2 separate regions of the Pan troglodytes genome follow, and region 2 is linked to region 1. The links are chromatin contacts, called in public Hi-C maps. All regions are on one chromosome and are shown on one strand. The core of a region is the stretch at or near the end of the contact, and the rest is flanking DNA. Distances in the headings are between cores, read along the strand shown.

Region 1 (3,276 bases), core at 766-3,265:
CCAAAGTGCTGGGATTACAGGCGTGAGCCACCGTGCCCCGCCCCCTTCTGCCATCTTTATATTCGTTCACTTTTCGTTTCCTTCTCTTCCTTTCTTGTCTCTCCCTCTTGAACATTTCTAAGCACCTTGTGTGTGCCAGGCATTCAGTAACAAAGCTTGAGCAAAACAGCCCACCTTCTCATTATCACTGAGCTTACAAGCCTAACTGGGAAGTGGAGACATTCATCAAATAATCACCAAATCTATAATTTGAAACTGCACTTAGTGCCATGAAATAAAACACAGGCCCCTGTGACAAATCTGTGTAGATGAAGGCTTCATCCAGGAAGTGGTAGCTGAGCTGGAGTGAGAAGGATAAGGAGTTAGCCAGGCATCTCCCCACATTTAGAGCGCCGAGTGGGCAGAGACCAGGATTGTTATAGCATTTGCTCCTGGGTCTGACTCACAGATGTGCTCATAAATATTTGTGGAAGGGAGGAAGGGACAATACGAATAATATAAAATAAATGAAAATGTGTCCTCCTTTGTTTTGATACTATGAAATTAATAAAATTAACTGCTACTAAAAAACAAGTTCAAGTAGAACACAGAAAGGAGAGTGTGGCACAAGATAAGGTTGCAGAAGTAGCAGCCAAATCACACTGGGGCCTTGAGTATGTAGAGATTTTAGTCCGTATCCCGACAGCAATTGAAAGCCACTGAAAAGTAATTCACAGGAAATATAGTTAACTTTTTTACAGCTTACATTAAAACAAATTATGTACTAGATACTGTGCTAAAGACTCTACTTGCACTATTTCAATCCTTGAAACAATCCTATGATGTACTATTAATATTCCAATTTTACAGAACGAGGATACTGATGCATAGAGAGGTCGTGACTCCAAACCCCTACTCTTACTGTATTACACCTACACACTATTCACAAGTGAGAGAAGTAGGTAAGCAACTATGTACAGCTAAATCTCATCTCCTTGGCAGGCCTAGCCCCACTGTGGAGTTGGTAGCACAGGGGTATCAGGATTTAATGAGCCAATCATTGACTTTACGCTCCTTGTTCTGACTCTCTAATAAAATAACCTTCCAGTTATATTCTGGCTTCCCATATAGATTTTTCTGCTGGGAGATAATGCACTGACCAGCCTACACACGCATTTTGTTCCAGTTGACAATTTTATTACACATTGTAAGTTAATAAATTGGCATTCTGCTTTAAAAAATAACAAAAAATTTTAATAGTCTTATACAGTTACTTTCCCATGAAGGGTTAGCTTGAAAAGTAAAAAGCAACGAATAAAAATATCATCACCTATTGTCTCTTTTGTGGTCGAACCTTTTCTTGCTGCCTGCTTTGAGCGACCGTGGATGTGGTCACTGAGTCTGGGGAGGAGCCCTTTATCTTCTTTGTCGATGCCCCCAGCACAGCCCAAGTGCTTCCTTTGTTTCCCACTGAGCCTTTAGCAAATCCCACCTTTCCTCCTGCACCGGCGGAGAGGATTGTTCTTGGGAATGCACCTTGTTCTACTGCCTCCAGCAGTAGACAGCTGGAGACTGTTACTAGGGGTCTCTCCTTCACCTCCCCAGCGTAAAGTACATCCCATGCTAGGAGCAGGCCGTTCCCTGAGAACCTCATTAAACCCGGCGTTCTTGTCACGCGCCCCGCTCAGGGCCACCAGGCCACCAGCCCGACCAGACCTGCACCGAGGCCCAGCCCCAGAACAAGCTGCAGAGACCCCCGCCCCCAAGGCGGGCTCCCTCCAAACGGGACTCCATACTCCTTGCTGGTTCAAGTTTTGTTTCGCTCTTTTTCCCTGTAATTCCTTTATTGGGCAAAACTGGGACAAACGCAGGTGGACATTTTAAAGTGAAAGCTTCATGAAACAGCCCATTCCACGCCGTCAAGAGATCTGCTTAAGCACATTCAAGGGAACGAATAGCCCCCACCCACCAAAAAAGAAATGTTCGTTCCATATTCTCCTGACCAGAGGATTGAAACATCGATTCCCCTCCCCCCCCTTTCAAAGGAACAGGAAGGCCACGGGGCAAGGACGGACTTGGGAGCGGCCTCCTTTCTCTCTGGAGGGAAAGGCTGGAGCGCTGCCTCCACTTTAAGTCCACGAACCACGAAGGGTGAGGATCCCTCAGAAACTTTAGCGCAGGGAAGCGGGCAGGAGAGCGATTGTTTAAATCGATGGCAGCACCCTCATTAATCTGCTTTCCGGCCATCTTCAGCAGAGCCATTCACCAGGAAACGACTAGAAGGTGGGCCTGCGCCCCTCAGATATCCCGGGGCCGGCAACAAGCCGGGCAGGGAGGCCGAAGGAAGGCCGTGAGGAGCCCTCGCTGGCCGGCCAAGATGGCCACCTTCACATGGCCGACCGCCACCGGCTCCCTGCCACCCGGCATCTAGAGGCGGGACGGCCAGAAAGACCCCAGCCGCAGCACAAAACCTCCGCGATTCCCGCCGCCTCCGCTGGGGGACGCGACCTCCGGGAAAGCTATCCCGGCCAACGGTCGGAAGGGAGGTGCCATGTCACCGCACAGGGGAGCGGGTCCAGCAAGCCCCAGTCGCTTTTTCTCCCACATGAAACAAGGAAGAGCAAACCCCCCCGTCTCCTCGCGTCTGCATTTTTCCCCTAGCTCTAGCGGCTCAAGATAGCTGAACGGTCTCTGGAGGGCTGGATTGCCACGGCACCTCCCGCGGCCGCGCAGTGTGGTTCAGCCCGGACTCCGCGGAGCGAGCTGCCCTTCCTCCTCCGACCCCCGCGCAAGTGCTGCATTGGCGCGCGGCGCCGAGGGGCGGGGCCCGAGCCGGGCGCGCGCGGGCGCTGCTCTATAAATACCGGGCCGCACCGCCCGCCGCTTCGTTCGCTCCGCGCCGCCCGCCTGCTACGAGTAGGACGCTGTCCGCAGCTTGCGCATTTCGCAGCCGCTGCCGCCTCGCCGCTGCTCCTTCGTAAGGCCACTTCCGCACACCGACACCAACATGAACGGACAGCTCAACGGCTTCCACGAGGCGTTCATCGAGGAGGGCACGTTCCTTTTCACCTCAGAGTCGGTCGGGGAAGGCCACCCAGGTGAGGGGACGGCCTGAAGCGAAGCGTGGGGCGGGGCAGAAGGCAGCGCCAAGGTCCGGCTGGTTGCGGCCGGCCGGTGGTGGGGCCCGCGCGGGTCGTCCTCGTCCGCCGGGTGATGGGAAGAGCGGCGACCGCGCGCTTTCCTCGTGGCGCCGCCAGGGCCTGGCGCGTGGCCGCCGCTCCTCTTCCCCCTCCCCTC
Region 2 (3,191 bases), core at 462-2,961, 110 kb before region 1:
TTCCTCCCTCCCTGGGCTCCCCTCTGTAGTGGTGCCAAATAAAAATCTGATCAGTCCAGCCTGTAAGGTAACTAGCGCTAATGTGCAGAGCCAGTCCTGGGCAGGCCTGTTCATTATTTTGCACACTCTTACACCGAAAGGGCCCAGGACCCTCGCCTGGCCCAGCCTTGCCTGCCAGGCCTGGGCTGGGTCTCCCAGCCCAAATTCTCACAAGAGGGCCGACTCCGGCCAGAGCGCGCCCCTCTTTGTGCCTCGGTTTGCCCACCTAGCGGTCAGTCCCGCAGGCGTGGCGGGTACATCTCAAGGTCGGCAGAAAGTGCCACCGGGAGCCCAGCCGGAGTTGCGGGCCTCGCGCCGGGCCCACTGTCCAGATCCAGGGCTCACGAGAAAAACGAGGACGCAGGACAGCCACACGCCAGGCCGCGTGTAAGGCCCCAACCCGGCCCCAGCCTGGGCCCTAGACCCCTACGAACTACAAATCCCAGCAGGCAGTGGGCCGCGGGGCGGGGTCTCGGAAGCTGCGGCCTGTGGTACCTTTGCTGAGCCCAGGTCCGAGGGCCCTCGGGGACGGGAGCACCACAACAGACCCCCGGACACACTTACACACACAGTCTCACAAACACACAGTCACACACGCACACACACGCGCGTTTTGGCCCCTCCCCTACAAACTACAAATCCCGGCAGGCAGCGGGCCGTTGGGCGGGGCCTTGGGTGCTCATCCGGACGCAAAGATTGCGCCAGCCAGGGTGGGATCCCGGTGGCTAGGTGGGGGCTCCCCTGCTGGGGAAGAGATGGCCTTCTCTCCTCGCAAACCCAGCCCCCCACCCCTGCACGCGCCCCTCTGCCCTGGAGTCGCTGGTCCGAGCCCTCCTTCTCTGCGAACCTGAGCCCCGCCCTGCCCTCCCTACGAGGTTGGGGCCGTGGGAGATGAAGATGGTGCGTGGGGGGTTGGGCCCACAGCCTGCTAAGCACGCAGAGTGGCCTCCTGAACCCTTCCTCCATCGCCTAGAGCAAACTCCCATTCCTGGAAGGAGGAGCAGCCCAGACCCTGAGACTGGACTAGGTCTGTTAGGGTCCCTGTGTGGCCTGCAGGACTCATGGTGAAGCCCAGGGAAGGCCTGGGTCCTCCAAGTCAGGGATGTAGGTCCCAGGGTGTTCAGGCCGCGGTATCTGACCATCGTCGGCGCCCTGCGCCCAGGCATCAATTTTACATGGCAGAGTCAAGGTGAGGTTAGGAGGCTGCCAGGAGGTAATAACCAGGGCACTCGCATTCAGCATCCTCTCTCTCAAAGCACTCTCCTCACACCTCAGGGTCAAATGTCAGAACTCTTGTCCTAACTTCCCAGGTTGCCCAAGGAGCTTCTGAGGCGCTACAGAAGGGACTTACCCAGACCCTTCAGTGCAAGCCAGGAACTCAGGGTCCGGCCTGCTCGGTAGGATGAGCTGTGCTGAGGCCCTACTTCATCCACCCTTCTGGGCCAGGACAGCCTCTTTCCAGAGGCCTCTTCTCAGCTGATTTCTGGCTCCCAAGCGGGAGACTCAGGTTACACCTGTATCGGGAGCAGTGACACCACAGTGGCCAGCAACACATTGGACTTTCTGTCTCCAACTCCATTTTCAGCTTTTACACTTCCTGATCTGGGCATATACTGCTACATCCTGGATCATCAAGGAAGGAGGAAAATACCTAGTCAATGAAGGTTTAGCCATGACCTTGTAAGTCAGTGAGATTTCATTCTTGTGTGGTTAGTTCGAGGTGAGCTACTTCCTAGAAATATTTCATTTGATCTCTAAACACCTAGAAACCGCTCCAAAAGGGATATTCAAAGTAGATTGCCCAGATTCTCTTGATAGCAGATGTGGGGTTCATATTAACTGGTCGCGTGGTCTCTAAGCATGCCTATTTCTGCCTGGGAAGTTCTCAAAGGTTTGGTTTTCTGAGTGTTTCTGTTAAAACAATCAGTCTTTTGTTGAGTAGCCCTTTTGCCCCTAGAGAGGAGAGATAGGTACCATAGAAACTTGGAGACAGCTATTGACTCAGTCCCTGGACTCTTTAATAAGAGCCCGTTCTGTTTTTTTTGTTTGTTTGTTTGTTTGTTTCCTGAGACGGAGTCTCGCTCTGTCTCCCAGGCTGGAGTGCAGTGGCGCAATCTCCGTCCACTGCAACCTCTGCCTCCCGGGCTTAAGCGGTTCTCCTGCCTCAGCCTGCCTCAGCCTCAGTAGCTGGGATTATGGGATTACAGGTGCACACTACCACGCCTGGCTAATTTTCGTATTTTTAGTAGAGACGGGGTTTCACCATGTTGGCCAGGCTGGTCTTGAACTCCTGACCTCAGGTGATCAGCCCACCTTGGCCTCCCAAAGTGCTGGGATTACAGGCATGAGCCACTATGCCTGGACTGAGCCCATTCTCTTATTATTAGAAATCATATTATCAGAATGTGAGCTTCTGCATTCCAGGGCTTAGCACCAGACCTTCAAGTCAGTAATGACCCTTGGGACATGCAGTATGCCAAAAGCTGTTTAATGCCCATTCCTGCTCCCTGAAGATCCAACCAGCAATCAGCAGGGTGCAGTTAAAGTCACAGAGCAGTGTTGTTAGGTCATTACAGGGAATGTGGCTAAGGAAGGGCAAAGCCCAGCAAAACTTGTCCTAACTTCCCACGTTCTTTCGCTCTGCGGGCCTTGCCTTCATTTACCTTCCTGATAACTAAAGCCTGGGTCGGTGGTCCTCCAGGCCACGCCCCTTCCACCGTCAGCCTCCGGGCCCAGGAAATGAGCGACAGGCTGCCATGCCCCTCCTCACCAGCAGGGGTCGCCCTCTCACGTGGAACGACTGCTTAGGTCCCCACACTGGCCCGGGACGGGGTGAGGGGACTGTGGCTTTGGCTCTGTGTACATCATATGGCCTTGGCCAGCATCCATTCTTCTCTGGCCTCGGCTTTTCTGTTGGTAAAAGGGAGGGAGGGTGATCTCAGGGCCCTCCAGGCCCATCAAGGAAAGAGGTGGGGTGGGAGACGTCGGGGAGCCACTGTGTCCAGTCTCTCCTAACGGGGAGGGTAGAAGACCAGCTGGGAACAGGAGAAGCTTGGCTCCCAGGCTCTGTGCTGAAGAAGGAAGCCTAAGCAGGGCCATGTTACATTTGGTGGAGGAGGGAGAGGGTAGGGGAGGAACAGACGCCGGCCGCT

What was found. A called contact is a pair of places that touch in the nucleus more often than the background predicts.
Region 2: a Hi-C map of stem cell-derived neural progenitor cells shows a contact between it and region 1, with 7 times the contacts expected there. The contact joins the promoter of CAPG here to the promoter of MAT2A in region 1. A contact is called at or near these places in 5 of 7 Hi-C or Micro-C datasets (blood, induced pluripotent stem cells, a lymphoblastoid cell line and 1 more), 1 of 1 datasets of contacts at active chromatin or transcription factors (stem cell-derived excitatory neurons) and 1 of 1 other capture datasets (stem cell-derived neural stem cells).

What each region holds. Positions count from the first base shown.
Region 1 is chr12:37,214,390-37,217,665 of NHGRI_mPanTro3-v2.0_pri, reverse strand. It overlaps MAT2A (methionine adenosyltransferase 2A), which reads left to right and starts at 2,015. Exons shown (of 9, transcript XM_001167501.8): 1 at 2,015-3,077. The coding sequence starts at 2,987.
Region 2 is chr12:37,327,498-37,330,688 of NHGRI_mPanTro3-v2.0_pri, reverse strand. It overlaps CAPG (capping actin protein, gelsolin like), which reads right to left and starts at 1,711. Exons shown (of 10, transcript XM_054678563.2): 1 at 1,391-1,711.